Regions from separate parts of the Mus musculus genome. Here regions 2 and 3 are each linked to region 1. A link is a contact called in public Hi-C and HiChIP or PLAC-seq data. All regions are on one chromosome and are shown on one strand. Each heading gives the region's core, a stretch centred on a gene start, on an enhancer-like site or on the middle of the called end of the contact. The rest is flanking DNA. Distances are from core to core; before and after follow the strand shown. Region 1 holds the start of Slc12a9 (solute carrier family 12 (potassium/chloride transporters), member 9). Region 2 overlaps Zan (zonadhesin). Region 3 overlaps Ephb4 (Eph receptor B4).

What was found. HiChIP or PLAC-seq counts read pairs in DNA pulled down with a chosen protein or histone mark. A called contact is a pair of places that touch in the nucleus more often than the background predicts.
Region 2: a contact with region 1 is called in a RAD21 HiChIP or PLAC-seq map of pro-B cells, with 2.8 times the contacts expected there. The contact joins the enhancer-like site here to the promoter of Slc12a9 in region 1. A contact is called at or near these places in 3 of 39 promoter capture datasets (the C10 cell line, the SN4741 cell line and liver), 2 of 15 datasets of contacts at CTCF or cohesin (the NIH/3T3 cell line and pro-B cells), 21 of 484 Hi-C or Micro-C datasets (the 63-12 cell line, the AML12 cell line, B cells and 13 more), 10 of 115 datasets of contacts at active chromatin or transcription factors (the 230-238 cell line, the SCID.adh cell line, embryonic midbrain and 3 more) and 3 of 9 other capture datasets (adipose tissue, liver and pancreatic islet).
Region 3: a contact with region 1 is called in a Hi-C map of Sertoli cells, with 4 times the contacts expected there. The contact joins the enhancer-like site here to the promoter of Slc12a9 in region 1. A contact is called at or near these places in 13 of 39 promoter capture datasets (the 3T3-L1 cell line, 3T3-L1-derived adipocytes, the C10 cell line and 8 more), 4 of 15 datasets of contacts at CTCF or cohesin (the NIH/3T3 cell line, embryonic stem cells and pro-B cells), 66 of 484 Hi-C or Micro-C datasets (the 63-12 cell line, the AML12 cell line, B cells and 31 more), 24 of 115 datasets of contacts at active chromatin or transcription factors (the 230-238 cell line, the SCID.adh cell line, bone marrow-derived macrophages and 10 more) and 4 of 9 other capture datasets (adipose tissue, embryonic stem cells, liver and 1 more).

What each region holds. Positions count from the first base shown.
Region 1 is chr5:137,332,281-137,334,941 of GRCm38.p6, forward strand. Slc12a9 (solute carrier family 12 (potassium/chloride transporters), member 9) reads right to left here and starts at 1,302. Exons shown (of 14, transcript NM_031406.3): 1 at 1,168-1,302; 2 at 176-398. The coding sequence starts at 356.
Region 2 is chr5:137,392,323-137,394,983 of GRCm38.p6, forward strand. Zan (zonadhesin) reads right to left here. Exons shown (of 88, transcript NM_011741.2): 72 at 2,059-2,276; 73 at 1,217-1,358; 74 at 688-905. Among named protein-coding and RNA genes, the nearest start is that of Ephb4, 44 kb to the left of the region's middle. Within about 2 kb of position 1,354, at least 8 of the 459 cell types and tissues checked have an H3K27ac peak or open chromatin away from gene starts, as enhancers often do. A contact at or near this core is called in the 230-238 cell line, the 63-12 cell line and pro-B cells, where this site is marked.
Region 3 is chr5:137,374,482-137,377,142 of GRCm38.p6, forward strand. Ephb4 (Eph receptor B4) reads left to right here. Exons shown (of 17, transcript NM_010144.6): 17 at 1-41. Among named protein-coding and RNA genes, the nearest start is that of Ephb4, 26 kb to the left of the region's middle. Within about 2 kb of position 1,355, at least 61 of the 459 cell types and tissues checked have an H3K27ac peak or open chromatin away from gene starts, as enhancers often do. A contact at or near this core is called in the 63-12 cell line, the C2C12 cell line, the N1E-115 cell line and 11 more, where this site is marked.

The DNA of each region.
Region 1 (2,661 bases), core at 52-2,551:
AGGTCACAAGGGATGCTTATATACCTCTCCCCCTTCCCCCCATCCCACTGGCCAGCACAGTCCCACAGCAGAGCCACACACAAGGCCTCAAGGGGCCTTACCCTCCATCTGACCACATGTACTAGGGTCCATCCCTAGCCTTAGCCCCTTCCCAATAATTCCCTCCTCTACTCACCAATCCTCAGAAACACGACTATGCTAAACATGGACAGAACCGTGGGCACCACCACACCCAGGAAGGTGGAGAGCTTGCGGGATGATGGCACTCCAGATACTCCAGCTCCATTGGGAGGGAAGGCAGCCCCCTCTTCCCCCAGAAGCCGGTAGGCCAAAAGAGGGGAGCTCTCGCTGGCCATTGCTGAACGCCAGCAGAGGAAGCCACAAAAGGGCTAGGAGACCTGTAAAAAGAGGTTTTAGTGGCTGGATAGCAATACCACAGACCCTCTCTCCCTAAACAAAACCCTAATTAAACACTCAGTTTCCTCAAAAGGAGAGTTGCAAAGGATACACACACACACACACACACACACACACACACACAGGGCACAGAAACTCAAAACTGTCCCAGCAACTTCCCCACTCTCGGACCCTGGTGTTTAAATAATCAGGGTCCCTTTCAGTTCTTAGGGACCGTGTCATCCTCCGTGCCTCTGAAACTAGGGGTAGCAGTGAGTCTGCGAAAGGGACACAGATCCCCTTGTCAAATAGGTCTCGCCTTAATTGGCAACAAGAGGGGAAGAAGATCTCCTCAAAGGGAAGTTAGCTATTACCAGTAAACACCTCCTCCCAAGTCCTATGCTGCTCCTGTCGAGTACCCTCAATACAGCACCTCACACATGGGCAATAAGAAACTTTCAAAGCTCTCAAAGCTCCACCTTGTATCACCCCTGTCCCTCAACCCATCTCAATCCTGACCAGATTTTTCTAATCTCTACAATGAGCCCTCCAAACTCTATCAATCCAAACAGAGCCATCAATTGTCCAAACACAAATGCAGGCAGCCTAGCATCAGCCACACAGGATCCCCAGGGTCCTCCTCCCCCACCCACCCGCTCTTGTCCACTTGCTTCAGTAACTGGATGCCTGGGGGGGGGCGGGGGGGACAGGCATCTGGCTCCAGCCGGCCAAGTGCACCCTGCATCTGGGTGCCGCAGGGTGCTCACTCACCACCTAGGAATGAAGCTGCTCCGGTGTGATCCCAGCGCGCCTGTGGGGCTCCGCTATAAACCGAGGGGGCGAGGGAGCCGGAAAAAGCAAGCGGGCTACCGGGATGTCAGGCCCGGAGCCTGCCCTCCCCAGCAAGGCGTCCCATTGGTCCCGATTCAAGCCCCGCCTCAAAGGTGTGGTCTACACTCAAGCCCCGCCCACACTCTCGTACGCTGCCTTGCAAGCCAAACCGTTCCACGTGCGTCTCGGGTGTCTTTTGCAAGGTAGTGGGTCACGATCCTCAGAGCCCCCCGTTGCCAGGATGCTAGCAGATGCCCATGGTGAGGGTCTGACTGCACTCCGAGCTCCAGGACGCCCCCAGGAATATCTGAAAGGGGCGCGTGGCGACTGCGGAAAAGTGGAGTGGGCGGAACCGCGGCACCTGACTCAGGTACACACCTGGGAACTGAGAGCGACGTCGGTCGGCGCCTGCCGGAGTCGTACTATTTCAGCTTCTCGGGAGACCCAGAGTGCCTCGGGCTTCCAGCCTGGTCCCTTTCACATTCAGAGGAGACCCCCTCCTCGTCCAGTTTCAGCTCGCAGGCTGCGCTCTTCTCTTCGGCCACGGGAGGGAGCCGTGATCCTCCATCCCGACTCAGGTCCGGGTAAATAAGCAGGTAACCCTGCTTGCTTTTGTGCCTAAGATCCTGTAACTGTGAGCTGGGCAGTGGTGGCGCATGCCTTTAATCCCAGCACTTGGGAGGCAGAAGCAGGCGGATTTCTGAGTTCAAGGCCAGCCTGGTCTACAGAGTGCGTTCCAGGACAGCCAGGGCTACAGAGAAACCCTGTCTCGAAAAAAGAAAAAAAAAATCCTTTATCTGTGACCCCAAAACTCCAACTTCAACCCTTACAGGTCTTACCAACGACGCTTCCTCATCTATAAAACGGGACTTAAAAAAGACATCCCTTCAAGGAGAGCAGTTGAGAGATGAACTAACCGTGTATACTCGCAGGGGGCATGGGTGGGGGCGCTCTTTATGTAGACCGGGCTAGCCCCATTTCAATACATAGCTGAAGAAGACTTCGTGTTTCTGATCCTCCTGCCTATACCTCCCATGTGTTGGGATTACAGATAAGTAACAGCACAGCCTGATGCAAATATTTATTTTCCTAAAAGAGCACTGCCCCCACCCACCCCGAGATTAAACACAGAGCCTCAAGCACACTAAGTGATGCTATAGTACATACGAAGCCTTAACATATTGACTCTTTAGTCCAATACATACATATTCATTTTTCCCCTCACACGGTATTGTATTAAATATGCATAACCATTCTGTGAGTGCACGTTCTACTACTGTGGTTGTATTAGATTAGGGAACTGAAGATGGGAAGCTTTTTTTCTTTAGATTTTTTTTTTAAATGTGAGTATTTTGTCTCATGTATGTATGTGTACCACGTGCGTGCCTAGTGGCCATAAAGGTTAGAAGGGGTGCTGGATCCCATGGGAGTATA
Region 2 (2,661 bases), core at 104-2,603, 60 kb after region 1:
CTGCAGTAAGACTGGGCACCTCCTCTTCTATTCAGGGTGGACAAGGCAACCCAGTAGGAGGAAAGGGTCCCAAAGGCAGGCAACAGAGTCAGAGACAGCCCCTGCTCTCACTGTTAGAGGAGTCCCACAAGAAGATGAAGCTGCACAACTGTGCAGAGGGCCTAGGTTAGTTCCACATAGGCTCCCTAGTTGGGAGTTCCTATTCGAGGGTCTTATATTTGCCCTCTGTGTCGGTAGGTTTCATATCTACTGAGTCAACCAACTACAGATGAAAAGAGTTTTTAAAATTGCCACAGGGAGTGGGCATGATTCAGCCTTACTAGAATGCTGTGTGTGTGTGTGTGTGTGTGTGTGTGTGTGTCCACACTGAGGTGCTGGTTCTTGCCTTCCACATTGCACTAAGACAAGATCCATCTGCCTCCCTCTGTCTCTATGCTGGTATTCACTGCTTGTTTGTATACAGCCAGAGTTGGTACCCACACTTTTTGGGCTTTCTCCTAGCTTCACCTTCTATATCATAGCAGGGAAACTGGTGTCACAGTCAGCTGTGCCCAACTTCTATGGGTCATGGGGATTCAAACTCAGGTCTTCACATTTGTGCAGCAAGCATTTTATCCACTGAGCCAGCTCCCACCCCCCAACCCCTACCCCACACCCCTGCCCATTACAGTTGCCATGCCTGCTCACCTTAATGAGGCTACCCTGGAAGTCTTTGCAGTCACAGTGAATTCTAAGCATACATTTATTTTTATGCAGCACATAGCCAGATTGACAGAAGCAGCCCTCCTTGCAGGTGGAGGGAACTTCAGGGCTGGTGCCCCCACAGAGGCCCTCTGGGTCCGAGCAGGAAGGGAGACAGGAGGGAAGGCAGTTGGTATAGAGGCTGTGGGCCGGGCATTTCAGAGCTTTGGGGTGGAAAAAGATTAGCATTAGTGTGGAGAACCAGAGAGGGCCCAAGGAAGCAGAAGTCACATTAAAGAGGGTGGACAGAACAACTAAGAAAAGTTAGGGCTTCCCCTGTCCCTTTTGTTATTCATCCAGCAAACATTTACTGAGCATTGACTGTGTGTATGTCTGTGTGTGTGTGTCAGTGTGTGTTTCTCTGTGTGTGTGTGTCTGTCTGTGTGTCCCCAGAGAACTAAGTTCCTTCTTTCCCTTACTCTAATTCTCCCACCCATGAGCACATATCCCTAACCTTCCCCTACGGTTTCCTTACCATAGGTGACACAGTTACTGTTGCCCTCATTATTGTCCAGGCAACGGGACCCTGTTGGGCAACTGAAGTCGTGACATTGAACAGTCCCTCCTTTGCAGGTGCAGTTCTTGGTACATCCCCTGGAGACCCATGTCTTGCTTTCCTGTAGAAGCAACAAGACAAGAACGGAGGTGAGCCACTGTGTGTAGTGGCTCTCCGAGGGACTTACATTTGCTCTCCCTGTCTGTAGGTTCTATGTCTATTGAGTCAATCAATGGTGGGAGGAAAATATTTTTTAAAACAATTGCTACTCTGGCTGTGGGCATACCTTAGCTTGACTACAACCCCCAATAAGTAGCAGAGGGCATGACTCCGTGATAGAGCACTTGCCTAGAGACCTCTAGAGAAGGGCTGAGGATATGGTTCAGGGATAGAGCAATTGCCTAGAGTCCCTAAGCAAGGGGATGGGTGTATGGCTCAGCAGCAAGGCACTGGTCTAGCATATGCCAAGAACTGACCAACCTTCAGCTGCAGGGCAAGCTATACAGATAGGAAAAATCACGCATTTGAAACAGTCTCTCTCTCTCTCTCTCTCTCTCTCTCTCTCTCTCTCTCTGTCTTTCTCTCTCTCCCCCATCTTGGTTCTGGCGATGTTCACCACCATGATGTACGCCAAAATGTATAGCCTGCAAGTTTCTTAGTGTTGTCCTGTTTGCACCTCCCGTATTTCAGTAAGAGCTCTGGGATCATAGACACAGAATATTACGCCTAGCTTAAATGGATTACGGGGACTTGACCTGAGGTCCTCACACACTGAGCTATCTCCTCAGCCCTCCCCAAACCTGCTCTCCACGCCCACTCACCGGGATGAGAACGCCATGGGCGTCTTTGCAGCCACACTCACTGCTAGGCACACACTTGTCATTACTCAGCACATAGTCAGGTTCACAGACACAGCCCTCCTCGCAGGTGGAGGGGGCTTCGGGGCTGGTGCCCTCACAGTGGCCATCAGGGTCCGAGCAGGAAGGCTGACAGGGTGGAAGGCATTTGGAGTAGTGACTGTGGGCCGGGCACTGCACAGCTATGCAATGGAGGGAAAGCAAGGTAAGTGGAGAGGTCTAGAGGGCGCCCAAGGACATAGGAACTACAGAAACAAGGCAGGGCAGAAGAGCTAAGAGAAGAGAGGGGTTTCCATCTTTTGTTATTCATTCAGCAAACATTAACTGAGCATCAACTGTGTGCGAAGCCGGGAGGAAAAGAAAGGATGGTTTTTCTCATTTCATTGTGAGAAACTGGTGAGAGAGAGAGAGAGAGAGAGAGAGAGAGAGAGAGAGAGAGAGAGAGAAGAGAGAGAGAGAAGCGATTGTTCAGCAAGCATTTACTGACAAAGTCTGTGTGGGACCCCGGAGAAAAGAAAGTGAGAAAAGATGGGTCTGCCAAGATGATATGTATGGGACACTAATTCT
Region 3 (2,661 bases), core at 105-2,604, 42 kb after region 1:
TTTTTTTTTATAAATAAAAAAAAAAGGGGGATATGTCTCAGTCCAGAGGGTGACTGGGAGCTGGGGTTGACCAGATTTCTGAGACTAGGGGACCCCTAGGAGTGTGGATTTGGAGGGTCAGGTCAGGTGGTTGGGATTATGGTGTGAGGAGGGGCTGGGTGTTGGTTCTCAGCCCCAAGGTGTTTTGTTTGGGTTGGTGGGAGGTGAGTCACTGGCAGCTGGTGCTAACTGCTCCAGCTGCCCCTGCCAAGAGCCTCCGGCACCTCCGGGGTGGGGCAGACACCTTCTGCCCCTCCTCTGTCTCCTTAGCTCTGGCAGGGGGTTGTATAAGAGAAGCCAAGCGTGTAGCCCATAGTCCTGCCCTAGAACTGCTTTAAAAGGATAAGGGGGCACGGGTGACTGTGGGTGGGGGGTCCCAGTTAGGTGCCCACAAACTTAGGCTGGATGTCCATAGCTGGGGTTGGTTTGGTGGTAATGGGAGAGCCAGCATTGGCTGTGAGGGGAGGGGAAGATGGGGAGTGGCTGAAAGGGGGCCCTCACATCTGTGTACTTATGCCAGGTAGCTCTCAGGACAATTCCCCCATTCAAGATGCTGCCCAGGCAGGTTTTCCTGGCCTCCTGGGAAGGGGAGGGGGAGCCGCTCCAATGAGTCTGCTGCTAACTTCTCCCAGACAAGGAAAAGGAGGATAGGGTCCATACTCCATTCCAGCCTCTCCACTTCCCCCACTGTTTTCTCGGCCCCCTCTCTGCTCCTGGGTATGCCTTCCCATTGGGACACCTGTAAGGGCCAGTTAGTGCAGGCTAGCCTGATTGAGCTGCAGTGGATGTGAGGGGTGCAGAACCTCACACACTGGCCCCAAGGCAGTGTTGCTATCATTTCCCCTGCACGAATGTGTGTGTGTGCGCACGCGAATGTGCATGCTCATGCATGAACATTAAGTGAGAAAGACTGATTCTCTGCAGGTCCTCTCATTCCCCTAAAACTGGCCATGTGGGCTAGCCTGGTCAGCCACATGGCCTAGGAATTGTTTCTTCCCTCCACAGTTCTAGAAGGGTAAGCCCATACTACCATTCCCACCGGCCCCTCCTCTGCTGCAAACAGCGGAGCTTCGAGCTTGCTTGCTGACTGAACTAGCTGCCAGAACCCATACCCCTTCTTGTATTTTGTAAACCAGGGCTTGCTAATAACCCAGGCCAGCCTTGGTACTCACTATCCTCCTGCCTCAGCCTCTGGAATTCTGGGATTATGGCATGAATCACACTAAGTCCTTTGTCTCCTCTCCCTGGGTGACATTTAATATCTCTGGAGGGTGGGAGGGGCTCATTACTACCAGGAAGGGGAGTGTCCCAGGGGACACTAATCCAGCCAACTGCCTTTCGCTGCCAAACAGACATCCTGGCTAGATACAGTGACCTCCACAGAGAGCTGCTACGGGAAAGAAAGATGAAGGTCACAGCATCCAAGCAGTACAAAGATGGAGGCCAGGGGGAGAAATGGGGCTCTAGGCAGGAGGTTAACCTGCTGAGGGGCACTGTGCCTTCTGTCCTAGTGAGGGAAACCAGGGTCCTGCAGAGCATGTCCCACCCCTGTCCTGGGCCCTTTCCATAATATTGAGTTTGGCTGACTTCAGGAAAGGTCTCCAAAGGTATAGTTGTCACACAGATTAATAATATCTCCCTGGCCTGTGTCCTCCCTGCCTCAAAGCACTCTGGCCAAGTCTTGGTTTCTTGAGGTCTTCACAGTCTGATCCATTATACACCTTGGCCTCCTTTGGCTGAACCAGGTGGTCACTTCTACCTGGTTGTCAGAATGGCTCCTAAAGCCAGTAACTCCACCCTCGGTTCCCATAGCAACCTCCTGAAGGGCTCTTTGAAGGAACGAAGAATGAGGGATAGATACCCTCTGGAAAAATCCCAACCGGAAACAGGAAACCCAGAATGCCCTTGCTTCCCCCTAGTGGAGGAATTCAGGCTAAGCCCTCTCAGAGCTCAGGGAGCTCCAGGTCAGCAAACTGAGGCCACCTTAAAAAATAACTTGGAGGCGGGTACTGGTGGCGCACGCCTTTAATCCCAGCACTTGGGAGGCAGAGGCAGGCGGATTTCTGAGTTTGAACTCTACAAAATGAGTTCCAGGACAGCCAGGACTACACAGAGAAACCCTGTCTCCGGGGGGGGGGGGGGAACCTTGGGGTAGGGGCATAGCAGTGACATGTCAGCAGGTCCAAGTGCTTGCTGCCAAAAGTGACATAAGCTTGGTCCCTAAGCCCCGCATGGTAAAGAAACACTGGCTCCTGCTTGCTGTCTTCTGACCTCTACGTATGTGTGTGAGCATTAGTAAATGTAAAAGAAAGCCCACTGGGGTGCTGGAGAGATGGCTCTCTTGGTAAAGTGTTCATCACATTAATGAGGACCAGAACCCATGTAAATGGCCCGATGTAGTGATGCACAGCACAAGGACAGTGGAGGAGATATGGGAGGGAGAGACGGTTTCCATGGAAACTGGCTGACCCGCCAGCCTAGCTCCTTGTCAAAGTCTAGTGGGAGACCGGGCAGTGGTGGCACTGGCACACGCCTTTAATCCCAGCACTTGGGAGGCAGAGGCAGAGGCAGGCGGATTTCTGAGTTCGAGGCCAGCCTGGTCTACAGAGTGAGTTCCAGGAC